Regions from separate parts of the Gossypium hirsutum genome. Here region 1 is linked to region 2. A link is a contact called in public Hi-C data. All regions are on one chromosome and are shown on one strand. The core of a region is the stretch at or near the end of the contact, and the rest is flanking DNA. Distances in the headings are between cores, read along the strand shown. Region 1 has its middle 13 kb from the start of LOC121215354. Region 2 holds the start of LOC121215351 (putative mediator of RNA polymerase II transcription subunit 12).

The links. A called contact is a pair of places that touch in the nucleus more often than the background predicts.
Region 1: a Hi-C map of leaf shows a contact between it and region 2, with 2.7 times the contacts expected there. The contact joins the enhancer-like site here to the promoter of LOC121215351 in region 2. A contact is called at or near these places in 2 of 34 Hi-C or Micro-C datasets (both in leaf).

The regions. Positions count from the first base shown.
Region 1 is chrD03:10,602,275-10,610,195 of Gossypium_hirsutum_v2.1, reverse strand. No RefSeq gene overlaps it. Among protein-coding and RNA genes, the nearest start is that of LOC121215354, 13 kb to the right of the region's middle. Within about 2 kb of position 2,230, at least 5 of the 9 cell types and tissues checked have an H3K27ac peak or open chromatin away from gene starts, as enhancers often do. A contact at or near this core is called in leaf, where this site is marked.
Region 2 is chrD03:10,375,177-10,382,136 of Gossypium_hirsutum_v2.1, reverse strand. It overlaps LOC121215351 (putative mediator of RNA polymerase II transcription subunit 12), which reads left to right and starts at 4,942. Exons shown (of 2, transcript XM_041089737.1): 1 at 4,942-5,543. The coding sequence starts at 5,011.

The sequences.
Region 1 (7,921 bases), core at 981-3,480, 230 kb before region 2:
AATTTTCTCTCTACAACTTTCTCTTGAATTCAAGTATGTGTAAATAATGACCCAAGGCTCTCTTTATATAGGGAGAATTTAGAGAGTTTAACTATGATTAAACTTAATCACTTTAATATTAAATTAATAAAATACTATTAAGATAATTATTAAATTAAATTTAATATTAAAATATTAAAATAATATTATTTAATTTTTGGAATAATTAATCTGAAATCAAATTCTTTGGTAAAGTCCCAGTAGAAGTGTAGCTTTTCCACAACTCAACCACCGATGACCAACCGTCGTAGACCACTAGAACGTCGCCATCGTAGCCTCCGGCACCGCTGTGTCCAGTGATGCAGGTGCGACACCCTTACGACACCTTAAGCCGGTTTGGTCCGGGTCAGTGATGACCTAACTGGTCTGGTCAGGCCATCGGTTGGACCGTCGACCCACTTTAACATACTGAGTTCGATAAGACCAATTTTTGTGTATTGGTCTTGATTTTGAGCTCCCGAGTCGAATTTACGATCTTAGGTCCAACTTTCAAGTTCAATTACCCATTGAGCCACTTTTCTAACTTGAAAAGTAACTTCCAAAAATATCTTATTAATGTTAATTAATTAGATTAATTTAATTTTACTTGATCAAAATTAATTTTTCCAAAAATCACCTAGATTTTCCAAATTATTTTTTCAAAAAAATTATTTAATCAAATTCTTTAGTTGAACAATTCATACGACTACCTAATTTAATTCCACATCGAATAAATAGACTTAATTAAATTATTCCCAAAGTCGTAAAATTTTCTTCTGATTCAAATGCAACTCGATCGAGATTTTGTTGAGCTAGCGAAGGGACCAATTCAATATATACAATTAGGCTTTAGTGATTGCAATTATGTCTAGAAGCATCGTTCCGATAATTCGGAATTACTTAATCATAGAGTCAGTCCACAAGAAGTACCATGATTGAAAAATCTTTATTGTATACTCTTTACGAAAGTAATTCATCCAACTACTTTGTCCAATGACCTCGTCATGTGTGTGTTACCCTCATATGATATCATTGATTCCTTTGAGTTAAATCCGTTCACTCAATACAATCCTATTTAAACTCATTGTTACCATTGTGTATTCTTAATTATTAATATTTTCACTGTAAGAAAATGACTGTGATAAATTGCTCATTCAAGAACATGTAACCCGTGGTCACATTCCATATTTATCAATCTACACAATGCCAATGAGAGGATATGATTTACTCTTTAATTGAGTTATGAATTCCACTATTACTAGTAAAGACATGCCATACACAAGTCATGTACCCAACATATCGACTATGGGCTCGATCATATTTAGAGCATAAGCCTCCACTTATATCAAAGCACATGAGTTGCATATGCATGGTCAGTGACTAACTCAGGATTTAGGTAAATCACACCATGAATGTCACAAGTGAATTAATTCACAAACGAATTCAGAATTAATTCATCTTATGGAGTCAACTGCTCTGATAACCAAGACTAGCCATTTCCCCAATTGGAATTGTAGACGATATAATAATCCTTCTCAGTATTTAAATCAAATGCTTACTTTGATTCTTTTACGGGATTAAGGACTCATTTAGATTATCTATTGAAGTAAGTTATCTTTCTCATTTAGATTATCTACTTAGCTTCAGTTTGAACTTTACACGATCAATGAGCTAATATTTTCTTGTCATAATTTTGCTATGCATGAAAAATATAAAAAGACATAAATACAAAAGACATAACAGTGAAATGTGAAATTAACTTTATTTATTTATTTATCGTTTAAATAAATAGAAAACAATTACATGTTTACTACAATATGGGCACATTTCCCAACAATATGGATACGTGAAGGAATTATGTCCATCAGTGGTTGTAGATCTGACCCAAGATAATGGGAAATATTCAGCATTAGTAAATCCAGGTGAGACCGGAATCGGAGTTGAGGGAGCAACTGGAATGGCGTACGGGCCGTAGATGATAGTGGAAAGAAAATCACGATATGAGGATAGAGGGATTCACAGGAAAAACATCAAGCAGAAAAATGGAACGCGGTAGGAGAAATTGGGGAAATGTTAAAGGAATCGGTGATAAATTTGATGGAAAAATGACTACTGAGGAGTTCAGTGGAAAAATAAAAGGGAATAGGGCTAGGTTTAATGAGAAGAAAAAAGAAGTGTGAGCCCTTGGCGTAAATACAGGCCGTAGGGGAAAAGAGGGATTTGGGTCTTATTTGGAGCCCGATAGTCAAGGCATAATGGGTAGCAATAAGGCAATAAACTTGGGTCATTTTTCCAGTGGGGCTTTAGCAAAAAAAAAAAAGGCAAAAGGCTTGTGTAGGAATTTGAGTTTGATAAAATTAATAAGGTAAGTGCAGGCACATTTAATGCCACCGCAAGTGATAATTTTTTAAATAATTGTGTAGGTTCGATTCAAGATGTTTTGACCACTAAACGCTAATTTTACGAAAGGAAGCTCAAGAGGCCGATTTACACAAGGGAGTTATGGAATTAAATTATTTAAATCTTTCAATTTTTCCAACTAAATCTTCTATAACTGTCACAAAATTTAAACTTACTTTTGAAGAAATGAGTGGTGCAAATAATTTATTGAATAAAACTGTCCTTGATTTGGAGAAGCACTCGGTGGTTATTTTCATAAAAAATTCTGACCTAAATAAAATCCCACTTTCGTGAATAAATGATAATACAGAAAGAAGTAAAGGTAATGTGGGTATTAAAAATCGTGAGGGATAAAGATACTTCTGTTCGCATTAGTCGCAAGCTTAACTGAACCATCAAAGATCGTGAGGACCATTTTAAACAAACTGGAATCGCTTGTGTATCCTTGATAGATTCGATGAGCTTTATAATTGAGCTAATTAATGCTCAATCTAGCAAGGAGGTTGATAGAGACTCAACCTCTGATAAAGAGGAGGATCTGGGGCCTCCTAAGCAGTAAGATTGTTTTTTTACTTCTTTAAATTAATTTTAATGGATTAATCTGTGTTTTCTTGGAATTGCCAAGGATGTGCCGACAAAAGATCTTCTCGTGTTTGAGAATACAGTAGGGAATATAAACCCGATATTGTTAGTCTCATTGAGACAAGAGTAAGTGGATACAAAGCATATCAAATCATTGCCAATTTGGGTTTTTAGAATTCACAGAGTAAAGGCTACTAGTTATTCGAGGGGTATCTAGCTTGGCTGGAAAGATGATATTTCAGTTGAGGTAATTCGTAATCACCCTTAATTTATTGTTGTTCAGATTTTAAAGAGAGATCAATCCTAAGCTATTAGTATTGTTTTTGTTTATGGGAGTCCTGACAAACAAAAAATGAGGAAAATTTGGGAGGGTCTTAGTATGGTTATACATCCTAGAGGAGTGCATTGGGCTGCTATCAGTGATTTTAATGCTTTACTTTCATCTAGAAATAAAAGAGGGGGTAAAAGAGATGGAATTGGATGTTCTCTTTTTGGAGATTTTCTTAATGTGAATAATTTGCAGGATTTAGGATTTAAGGGACCACAATTCACATGGTATTGAGGAGGAATATTTAAGAGGTTGGATAAAGCGATCAGAAATGATATTTGGATTAATACTTTCCCTAGTTGCTCAGTCACCTATCTTCCTAGGATCAACTCTGACCATAGACCATTGCTCTTTTCTTTCAATTCAGAAGTCAACTTACCTAAAGGACGACCCTTCAGATTCTTGATTGGTTAGGTGGAACACCCTAACTTTTCAAATTTTGTCAAAGAAAATTGGGTTTTCAAGGGTAATATGGCAGAGGCTATCCAGTAGTCTACTTAAAATATAAATGAGTGGAATAAATTTGTTTATAGTAATATTGGCACCCATAAGAGGTAGTTGATGAAGAAACTTGTGAAGATTCAAAAGGAAATGGATAGATCAGGTTCCAACGCCTTAAGCCAGTTTGAATTAAAAGTTAGGGAAAAGTCGGAAAATATTTTACACCATGACTAGCTGCTTTGGGAACAGAAAGCTCGTTGTGATTGGTTGCAGTTTAGGGACTGAAATACTAAATTAGTTCATTATAGCACGATTTAGAGAGGGAAACATAACTAGTTTTCTACCCTAAAAAATGATAGAGGTGAATGGATTTATGACGATGAGAAACTTCGATTTAAGGCTCTTGATTTTTTTCAGAATTTGTATAGTGGTCAACATGTTAACTTGCTAAAGCTCCCTACTAACTCTTTTCCTAATCTTTATTAAAGAGGTTCCAATGGAAGAAATTAAGGATATTCTTTTCGATATGGTGCCTTTGAAAGCCTAAGGAGTGATGGTTTTCATGCTCTCTTTTTCCAAAGTCAGTGGGATCAAATTAGGGGAGCCATATGTGATTGGTTCTAGAAAGTCTATTGAAAAGTGCTAAAAGTAATATATTATAATCTCATTCTTAATGCGTTTTTGGGTGATTATTCAATGTTAATTCTGAATTTTATGCTCTCAATCCTTTAAATTTAAGTTCTTATGCTCAATAGAGCATTTGGGAGCAAAAGGAGTGAAAATAAAAAAATAGGAGTAAACTACAAGAGCCACACGGATTGACCCATTCCACACAATTGTGTGTGCAAAAGGCCATGTCGATTGAGCGAATTTGCACACTAAACAGCAGAAAAACATGATTCTTAGGTTTTTCGGGCATTCTAAGACGTATATATGACAAAAATAAGAAGACAAGAGTGAGCTGTTATAGAATATTAAAAAAAACTCGAAAAACACCATTGAAACCGATTCTGATGTAGATTTCGGTCAAGATTGAAGATTCCCAGTTGATTTCTTAGGAGATTATCATGAGTTTCTTTATTCCTTTCGGTTATACTGTATTTAGGATGTTTTTATTCTCAAGTATGAACTAATTTTCTAAATACTTAGGGGAGATAATCCCTATGATGAATTATGTCATTTGATTTTTATTTTACCCAATAAATACTTAGATCTTATTCTCAATTATGTGTGCTTAATTCTTGATTTTATATTTCTAGATTATTGATCCATGTTTGATGTGCTTAAATCAGAGGAGGAATAGACTTTTTTTAAGAGTAGGTCTTACGTAATTGAGTGGAGTTGCATGCAATCCTAGAAATAGGACGACATAAATCTACCAGATTAGAGTCAAATCTAATAGGGGAATCCATAGCACGAGTTAATGCGATAATATGGGTTTTAATTAGAAAGAAATTTCAATTAATCAACCTAGTGTCAATTGTTCTTAATCTCAAAAGAGATATTATCATAATTTAGGAATTTCCACAAATCAAGATACTAAGTAAAGAAATTGCGTAATTTCGATTGATAGTGACAAATGAAATCTAGGTACATTTTTTTCCTAGGTATTGTTTCACTTTTTGATTGTTACTCAATTATTTTCAAGTTTTGTTATTTGTCATGTTCGTCAGTTAATTAATCTAGTTAATTTTAGTTTTTAATCAATCACTCGATTTATTTGGTTAAATAATATAAAGATAGAAATTGTTAGTACTTTTAGTCTTCATGGGAACAATATCTTTGCTCACCATAGCTATACAATTAATTGATAGGTGCACTTGCCATAGTAAAAACTTTAGTTAGTTTCATGACGCATCATCTTTCTTGGTCAATCTATAGAATAGGAACTTAAGAATACCTTGGACATTCCAGTCCTTAAGATTCCAAATCCTGAACATTTTGCACATTTTCGCCCTATTAGTTTTTGTTTGGTTCTTTATAAATTTGTCATGAAAGTTATTGCTAACTGTTTCAAAGTGATTTTCCTAAAATTATTGGACAGGAGCAAGCTGGTTTCATTGCTGGGAGGAATATCATGGATAACATCATTTTGGTTTAGGAAGTAATATATTCCTTGAGGAGTAAACACAAGATAAGAGATGGGTAACAATCAAGATAGACTTGGAGAAGACTTATCATAGAGTTTGTTGGGATTTTATTGAAGCATCAATTTGAGCGGTAGGTATTCCTGAATTCCTTAAGAAGGTTATTATGTCGACTACCACAAATACATCTATGTAGATATTGAGGAATGGAGTCCTGACTCAGAAATTCAATTTGACTAGGGGTATCAGACAAGGTTGTCCCTGATCACCTTATCTTTTTGTCCTGTGCATGGAATGTCTTGGTTAGTACATTCATACCTCAATGAATATAGATAAGTGGAAGTCCATTCGTCTATCTAAGACAAAACCTGCACTCTCACATTTGTTTTTTGTAGATGACCTGGTGATTTTTGACAAAGTTGACATGGAATAGTCGTCTTTAATCAGGGAGATTCTAGATAATTTATGTGGTTTCTTCGGACACTGGTTTAATGTGAATAAGACGACAATTTATTTTTCAAAAAGATTTGACGAAGACTATGTGAGGCTTTTATGTGATACTCTCAACTTCTGGAAGGTACATAATATGGAACCTTACCTAGGAGTTCCACTCTTTCACGAGAGAATCACCAACAGCTCTTTGAGATTTGTGATAGAAAGGTTAAAACTAGACTTCAGCAATGGGATGCAAGGAAGCTGTCTCTTGCTGGTAGATTCATGTTACCTCAATCAATTTTCCTCATAATGCCCAACAATTTTATGCAGACCATGAGGAACCCACAAGGTATATGTGAGGATATTGAACGTACTGTTAGACAGTTCATCTCGGGGAATGTTAAGGGCAATAGGAAGATGGCCCTTGTTAATTGTTAGTATGTTTGTTAATCCAAGACATCTAGAGGGTTGGGGATTCGACAATTGATATGTTAAAACTGGGGTATAACATTTTGACTAATGCTGATGCTTTATGGAACTGATTTCTCAAGTCTAAGAATATGGCGAGGGAAGGCTTACCCGCTAATATTAATGGAGGTAACTGTTTCTTTCTTTGGAGAGTTCTTTCGAAGATTTGGCCTCTCCTCTATGAGAATATTATCTAGTTAGTAGGTACTGGTAATACCATAAAGTTTTTGAAGGAAAATTGGATTCTTGGAATCGGACCTTTGTTAAATCATATCACATCCTGAAATAACCTTGATGAAGAATGTCTCATTCGGGACATGATAGCTGAAAAAGGCTCGTGGAATTTAGAACTATTCCGTGTCTGGTTGTCGAATGAGGTGTTAAATCGGATTGTTAGCATTCCTCCCCCTAGTACATATGTTGGAGTGGATAAAGTTACTTAGATGGGCACTTCAACCAACTCTTTCACTATCAAAAGTACGTATAAGATGATCAAAGAAAGCTCATGGAACTTGAAAGATGAAATTTGAAATGTTTATCAAGAGCCTTAGAGGGTTCGTATGCTCTTTTAGTTAGCTTTCAAACAGCGATTACTTACGCAAGTGAAGAGATTAAAGCGTGGTATTGCAAAAGGTGACCATTGTATGATCTGTGGAGTAGCTTTCGAGGAAGTTATCCATGCCACCAGAGATTGTAGGGTAGCAAAAGAGGTTTGGTCGCAGATTGTTCCGGTAGAAAAGCAAACCTAGTTTTTTTATCGAGAATTTATAGGAGTAACTCTTATCTAATTTGCATAATAACCGGAGCTTCACTTTTGGGGAGGTCGCTTGGCCAACTCTTTTTGGACTTTTCATGTGGCGCATTTGGAAAAGTAAGAATCTTTTTATTTTTCAGCGACTAGCATGAAGTGTAGAGGAGATCATCAAAACATCATACAACTGGGCAAAATAGTATGTATCCCTTTCTATAAGAAACCCTATTGCGAGACAAAAGACGAGAGTAGAATCAAGTTTGATAGATGGATGTCTGAGACTAAGATCTGATGGTTCAATAAAAATAGATTCAAGCTATGCTGTTGTCGGGGGGGTCTTAAGAAATTACCATGGGGATTGGATTATTGGCTTTTGTCGGCAGTTGGGGAAATGATGAATTCTTGATGCTA
Region 2 (6,960 bases), core at 3,693-6,192:
TAACTAAAAAAGTTACAATTTGGTCACTACATTTTTTAAATTGTCCTTTTTGGTTGCTCCATGGATAAGTGACACTTTTTTAATTAGTATAATAACAATTTTATTCCTCAAATTACTTTTTTATCTATTTGACCTTGATTCTATATAAAATTATAAAAAAAACTCAATTTAAAATAGAAAATTCTATATAAAATAATCTAGAAAAATAAAATCTCGAAAATATTGTTGTTGAAGAACTAGTATGTATGGGAAATAAAGAAAAAATCATTCAATAGAATTTAATAATAAATTAACAACAGAACAAAAAAAAAGTTATATCATTACATGCCTTCTCAGTGTTTCTCGAAACTAAATTAATAATATCTTCAAGTCAAGTTTCATGCTCCTGAAAAGCATCCAAAATTAATATTACAAATGCTTGTGAAATAGACTAATGCCATTTTTTAGAAAAAAAAACAAAACAAAACAAAATATACCACAATTTTTTTAACTCAATTCAAATTTTCAATTCATTTATGTGATGCTTGAATACCTGAATTTGAGGAAAAATTTTGGATTCGGATTTATGAATCCAAATTGTAACATCCCGATTTTGGGCCAAGTCGGAACAGTGGTTTCGGGACCACAAATTCGATGAGGAAAAATTTATTTTTCTTATATTTTAATAGCTACGATTTCACGGAATAATTTCGTGAAATTTTCGTTCAAAAATTTTGACGTTTGGGCACTCAATTTAGTCAAAAAGACTAAATTGTAAAAAGTGCAAAAGTTGAGTTTTATATGTTAAAGGTACCTAATTGTTATGGAATTATAAATTAGGGGTCCTTATATGTTAATTATGCCATTAGTTAGTGATGGAAAAAAATGGACATGAGATAAGTGAAATAGTAAATTTTTAAGTTAGGGATAATTTGGTAATTTAGTAATAAAAAGAATTAAAAAGGGAAAAAGATTGCAAAATGTGCTAATCTTCTCCATGGTGAGCAAAAATAACAAGGGGGAAGCCATAGTTAGGGTTTTCAAGCTTCCAAGCTCCATAGTAAGTGATTTCAAGCCTCGTTTTTAATGTTCTTTACGTTTTTGGAATTTTGGTAGCTTAATTTAGCTTATTCTAGCAATAATTTAACCTAGGGTTTATATTTGGAAAAATACCCATAGGTGAAATATGTTTATTTTGATGTTTTATGATAAAATATGAAGCTAGAAATTATGTTAAACAACTTTTGCTAGTCGATTCTAAGTGAAAACGAGTAAATTGACATAATCAGTAAAATACCTAATGTTCATAAGTGTTAGAGTAACAATTTGATGTTGTCATAGAAGGGAAAAATGTTCAGCATGTTATAAAACATAAGAATAAGAGATGAAGTTTAATTTCCGAGCTTTGGGGCAAAAGTGTAATTATGTAAAAGTTTAATGGCAAAATCATAATTTTGCCAAAGCTAGAGTCGATGGCTGTTTTGGTAAATGTGAGTATTAAATAAACTAAATTTGCTATTATAGATCAAGAAGAACGGAATCTGAGGTTAGACAAAGGAAAGAATAAAGTTGAAGACTAAATGGGTGGATTTGGCTATATTTTGTACCGAGTTAAGTTTACGGTAAATAAATGAAATATTTCAATAATTATTATTAAATCTGCTATTTTCAAGAAATTATGTATTTATTTTATGAAATTATTTAATGTTGACTCAAGTATGAGAAGATAGAGAATTAGTATTAAAAAGTCTCGTTGAAACATTAGGAATGTATCGGATACAAATGTCATGACATTTGGGTAAAGAGATCCCATGTAAGACCATGTCTGGGACATGGCATCGGCATCATTGAGGTTATGAGAGGTCTCATGTAAGACCATGTCTGGGACATGGCGTTGGCACCGAGATGAGAGGTCCCCCATAAGACCATGTCTGGGACATGGCATGGGCACCGATATGAGAACTCCAATGTAAGACCATATCTGGGATATAGCATTGGCAATACAAAAAACATCCCATGTAAGACCATGTCTGGGACATGACTTTGGTATGTTGTTATCAGATATGAGACCCAAGTATCATTATTATTCCAATGTGGCTCAACGAGCTAGAAAACAAATTGTGTTCTATGAAAGTTCAGGTAAAAGCATAAATAGCAAATTCAGGTGAGTTATAAGAGTTAAGAACATATTATGTTATCAATTGAGAACCAACATTTCAGCAAGCGAAGAGTAAGCTATAATCATGAGTTATCTAAGTAAACAAGTGAACGAGTAAGAGATTAAGTAAAGAGGAAATTAGAGATCATGACACTTGAGTATATTTATTTGTGTTAAATGTTGTTATTTATTTGCTTGTAAACTTACTAAGCTTTATGCTTACTTCTTTTATTTTCCTTCTTTTATAGTATTGCAAAGCTAATTCGGGGATCTTAAAGACGTCGAAGAACGCTCACACTATCAACAACAACAACAACTCAGTATTTTATAATGATCAATGTTTGAGCTATGGCATGTATAAGGACTTAGTCATTTTGAAAGTATGTCCTTATGATATTGCTAAAGGATGATGTGTAAATATGTGATAATGTTAGCTATTAAAATGGCTAAGTAAGAATATGTTTGGTATTATGAATGCCTAGGTGATAATTTATACCTAAAAATTATGAAAGAGTAAAAATTTGCAATGAAACAGTTTTGGGACAGTAGCAGTGACATGACTTTGAAAAATCACCAATGATAGTATAAAATTAATTAGAGGGTTAATGATATATATAATTAAATCTTATTGAGTCTATTTTCATAGAAAAATAACGGTATGGGTAAAGAAAATTTATATTCTGAGATATTTGTATTTTAGTTATACAAGGTCAAAGTGGTTTTGGAATCCCCTATTCTGATTTTAGAAAACCATTAAAAATTTTACAAAAATATTTATGAGTTGTAATTTATATTTCTAGATTCCCTAATGAGTCTATTTTCTGTAGAAATAAGTGAGAACACCATATTAAAATCATACAATGATAAAATTGAATTTTAGTGATGAGAGGTCAGGACAGTCGAACAGTGAAACAGGGAAGACTTTAACTAATAAACTGTACTAATTGGCTCAACCAAAATTTCTGAAAATTTTATGGTAAGAATATATATGAGTCTAGTTTTAGGGAAAATTTACGGATCTAAATTTTGAGTTTCGTATCTCGATTTAAAATTAATTTAGCAACTGCTACGCGATTGGACAGCTTTGTTGTAAATAGTGAAATTAATTTTAAAAGCAAATTCTTATGCCTCAAACTAGTAAGTTAAGTCAAGTAACGCCTCATGCTCGACTCCGGCAACGGTCTCTGGTAAGGGGTGTTAAACAAATTATTTGTTTGGCTAATAAATAAAATGTTGGATTTGAATATTGGTAAATCCAAGTTCAATTTTATAAGATTTATATTTTGAATTTCAAAATCCATTTTAAAATTGAGAGTTTTTAAAATCTAAGATTGATTAAAAAAATATGAGAACTTTTTTATTCTATCTCCTTTTACACTTCCTTCAAAACTCAAACAATAGATAATTATTTTTATATATAATACATCATCAACGAAACTCAAGTTTTTCAAAATCGGATCAGTAGGTGAACCGTTCCGACCACCAATACTTGATTCAACCTGTTCGGCCGACTTGATAGGTTCAATTGAATAAATTATTAAAAATAAAAAATATTTAAAAATAGATAAAAACAAGTTTAATCAGTTTGACTGTTGGTTCAGCCCAATCAATCAGTCTAATGCCTTTCTCCAAACCGACACACTAGTTGGTTTCTGGATCATCCACTCTAATGCCTTTCTCTAGACCGGTACCCTAACCGATTCTCAATCTGACTGGTTAGTCCAATCTAGTTTAAACAACAATGTTCAAAATCCTCCTAAATAATTAAACTTAAAATATATATATTTTTAAAGCTTAGATTTAATTGAAATCCAAATCTAAATTTGAATTATCCAAACAATGAATTTAGATTAATTCAAAATCTTGAATTTTAAATATTTTAATTTCCAAACAAAGAATTTGGAAGTGATGAATTCATAAATAATAAACTTGAAAGTTAAAATTTTGAAATCTAAATTCTAGTTCCTAAATGCTCCCTAAAATACAGAGAACCAATAATTTTGCTTAATGTTTTTTTTTTCTATGGTTTTTTTTAAAGAATGGGTATTTGATAATTTCTATATAGATAATATACAAAGAGAACTTTGAAGGATTTAAAAACGAGTTTATTGGTCAAATTAGGAGAGCAAAAGAGAGAGCGTGTTTTATTGATCAATCGGGATATTTACAAAGCTTCTCCAAAGTCTCTATTTATAGGCATAAGAAATATAAATGAAGTAGAGATACTTCTAATGACTATTAGAATTTAAAGTACATCAAAACTTTATTAATCTTAATAGACATCCACTTAATAAGATATTTATAACAGCTTGATTTTTTTTCTATGGTTTTTCAAAGAATGGGTATTTAATATTTCTATACAAATAATATACAAAGAGAACTTTGGAGGATTTAAAAACGATTTTCCCTGATTCTCTCACGTTGTATCTAATTTTGAAAATTTTATCCACTTTTATTTTAATCTTAATTCTTATAATTTTCTAAACTTTTAAAAAGAATATCATCTTTTTTTATCTTTTTATATATAATTAGGGTCAAAATGATAGAAAGTATAAAAATTGAGGACTAAAATTGTTATTATACCAATTAAAATTTAACAATCAGATGACCAAAAGATAGTTTCAAAAACTTTAGTGATCAAATTATAATTTTTTAATTAAGTGGGCAAATTGAAAATGTATTTACTAATAGTTTACCAAAAAAATTATAATTTATTTATGTGTGTTAAGTGGGCCCAATAGATTGTTTCGTTGCCGCACTGTATCTAATAATTCATGAATTCCGAGGCCCAACTCTTTTATTTTCCCCAGCAATTACTTCCTTCTTTTATTTTACCAAAACAGAGGAAAAACAAAGCAAAAAAGATTTGAGAGATGGAGGAAGCAAAGGCAATGGCTCATCATCAACAGCAGCAGCAGCAGCAGCAGCAGCAGCAGCAATTTCTCTTACAAAAACAGCAACAACAACAACAACAGCAACAACAACAACAATTTCTTCTCCTACAACAACTTCAAAAACAAGCCCAACAAAACCAACAACAGCAGCAGCAGCAACAAGCAATTTCTAGGTTCCCTTCAAACATAGATGCCCATTTACGTACTACTCCTGGTGTTATTCATCATCGTCCCATTAACATCCAACAAAACCCTAATTCTACCCCCATTCCTAACCCTAACCCTAACCCTAACCTTAATTCCTCCCCTAATTTACAACAACAACAACAACAACAACAAACGCCACAACCACAGCCGCCGCCGCAGCAACAGCAACAGCAACCAAACCAACAGCAGAAGCAGATCCGACCCTTGAATCAAGCGGAGCTCCAGATGGCTTATCAGGATGCCTGGCGTGTTTGTCACCCAGATTTCAAGCGGCCTTTTTCTTCCCTTGAAGATGCCTGTGAGAGGTTTGTGTAGAATTTCTTTAATTTTTTATGCAAGTCATTGGGAATGGAATTCTGGGTTTGTTTGATTCTTCATTTTTTCCCTTTTGGGGTGTCAAAAAAATGAGCCTTCTTGGAAACGAAAGAATAGGTTTTCTTAGTTCTTTTTTTTTCTCCTCGAGTGAATCTGAAAAGATGGGAATTTTGAGTAATGGATTCCTTTTACCATTTTGTTGAACCTGGGCTCGCATGTCTAGCATTTGTGAATTTGATTTATAAGGAGATTTATGTTATTTTCTAATAGAAAGTAGAAACTTGTAGTCTTGCAAATCAGCTTGTGAGAATTTGGGTAGATTTCTTTTGTTAGGATAGTATGTTATATCTTGTAAAGAAATTAGGATTTTTTATTTGTTACTGGCATAAGTTTCTCGGTACTACTAGGATTGAAGGACCATTTACAAGGATATGGGAATAGGTTATATCTGATAATGTTATGCTTTTTGACATGTTGGGATTTGTTTATAAATGAGATCTCCAGAAACTGTGGGAGTTAAAGGGATGATCAAATTTGATGTTGATGTGTTTCATGTAGTCAGTTTTTGTTTTGTCTAATTCTTCTGAGATTGAAGACATATATCTAGAAGAGTATATTAATCGCATGTCTTCGTTAGAAATCAATTGGAGTTCATATGCATAAGACGGAATAAATTGATGACGTGTTCTGACACATGGCAATTTGGTGGATGAAATTATGGGATTCACCTACATATGGTTGGAAAATACTTGAGAAATACACTTTTTGCATGGTTTCTCTGCACCTAGGAGATTACATCAGTTAAAAACTTTTAGAAATGTTCATTTTCAGAGCAATGCGCCATCTGGCAGAAATCCTTTCAGCTAGAAAGTTTAGTTGCTTTCAGCTTTGTCACCTGTTTCATGGGGAAAAGTGTGAATTATTAAATAAATAAATGAATTATTAAATTTTATTCATAAGATTGTACCTTCCTTGTTGCATTGAGCTTGGCTGTCAAAATCACTGAGTGGTAGCTAACATTCATGTGTTCCTGTAAGCAAACTGTTATATTTGTATTTGCATGAATACGCTGGAGTTGGCAGAGTGACTAAATAATATTTTTTATGTCCAAGTCTTTCATAGTGTTTCGAATGTCCTCATGTCCTGCTACTATCAATTCACAAGATACTTCACCCTTTATTCAGACTTTGCTTTGCATTCCTCTTGCTTATGGTTTTTGAAACATCATGTCCTGGACTCTCTATGCATGTTCATTTCCGCTTTAAACAGGACTAAGAGTTTTTCAGGAAACACTTTTGAAGTTGGAGACAACTTTTGTGCTTCATTTGGTGTCGTCAGGCTCCGAAAATTTTTTTGTAATTGAATGTCTTTTTGTTTCCTTGCTTCTTTTGACTTGTATGACTCAAT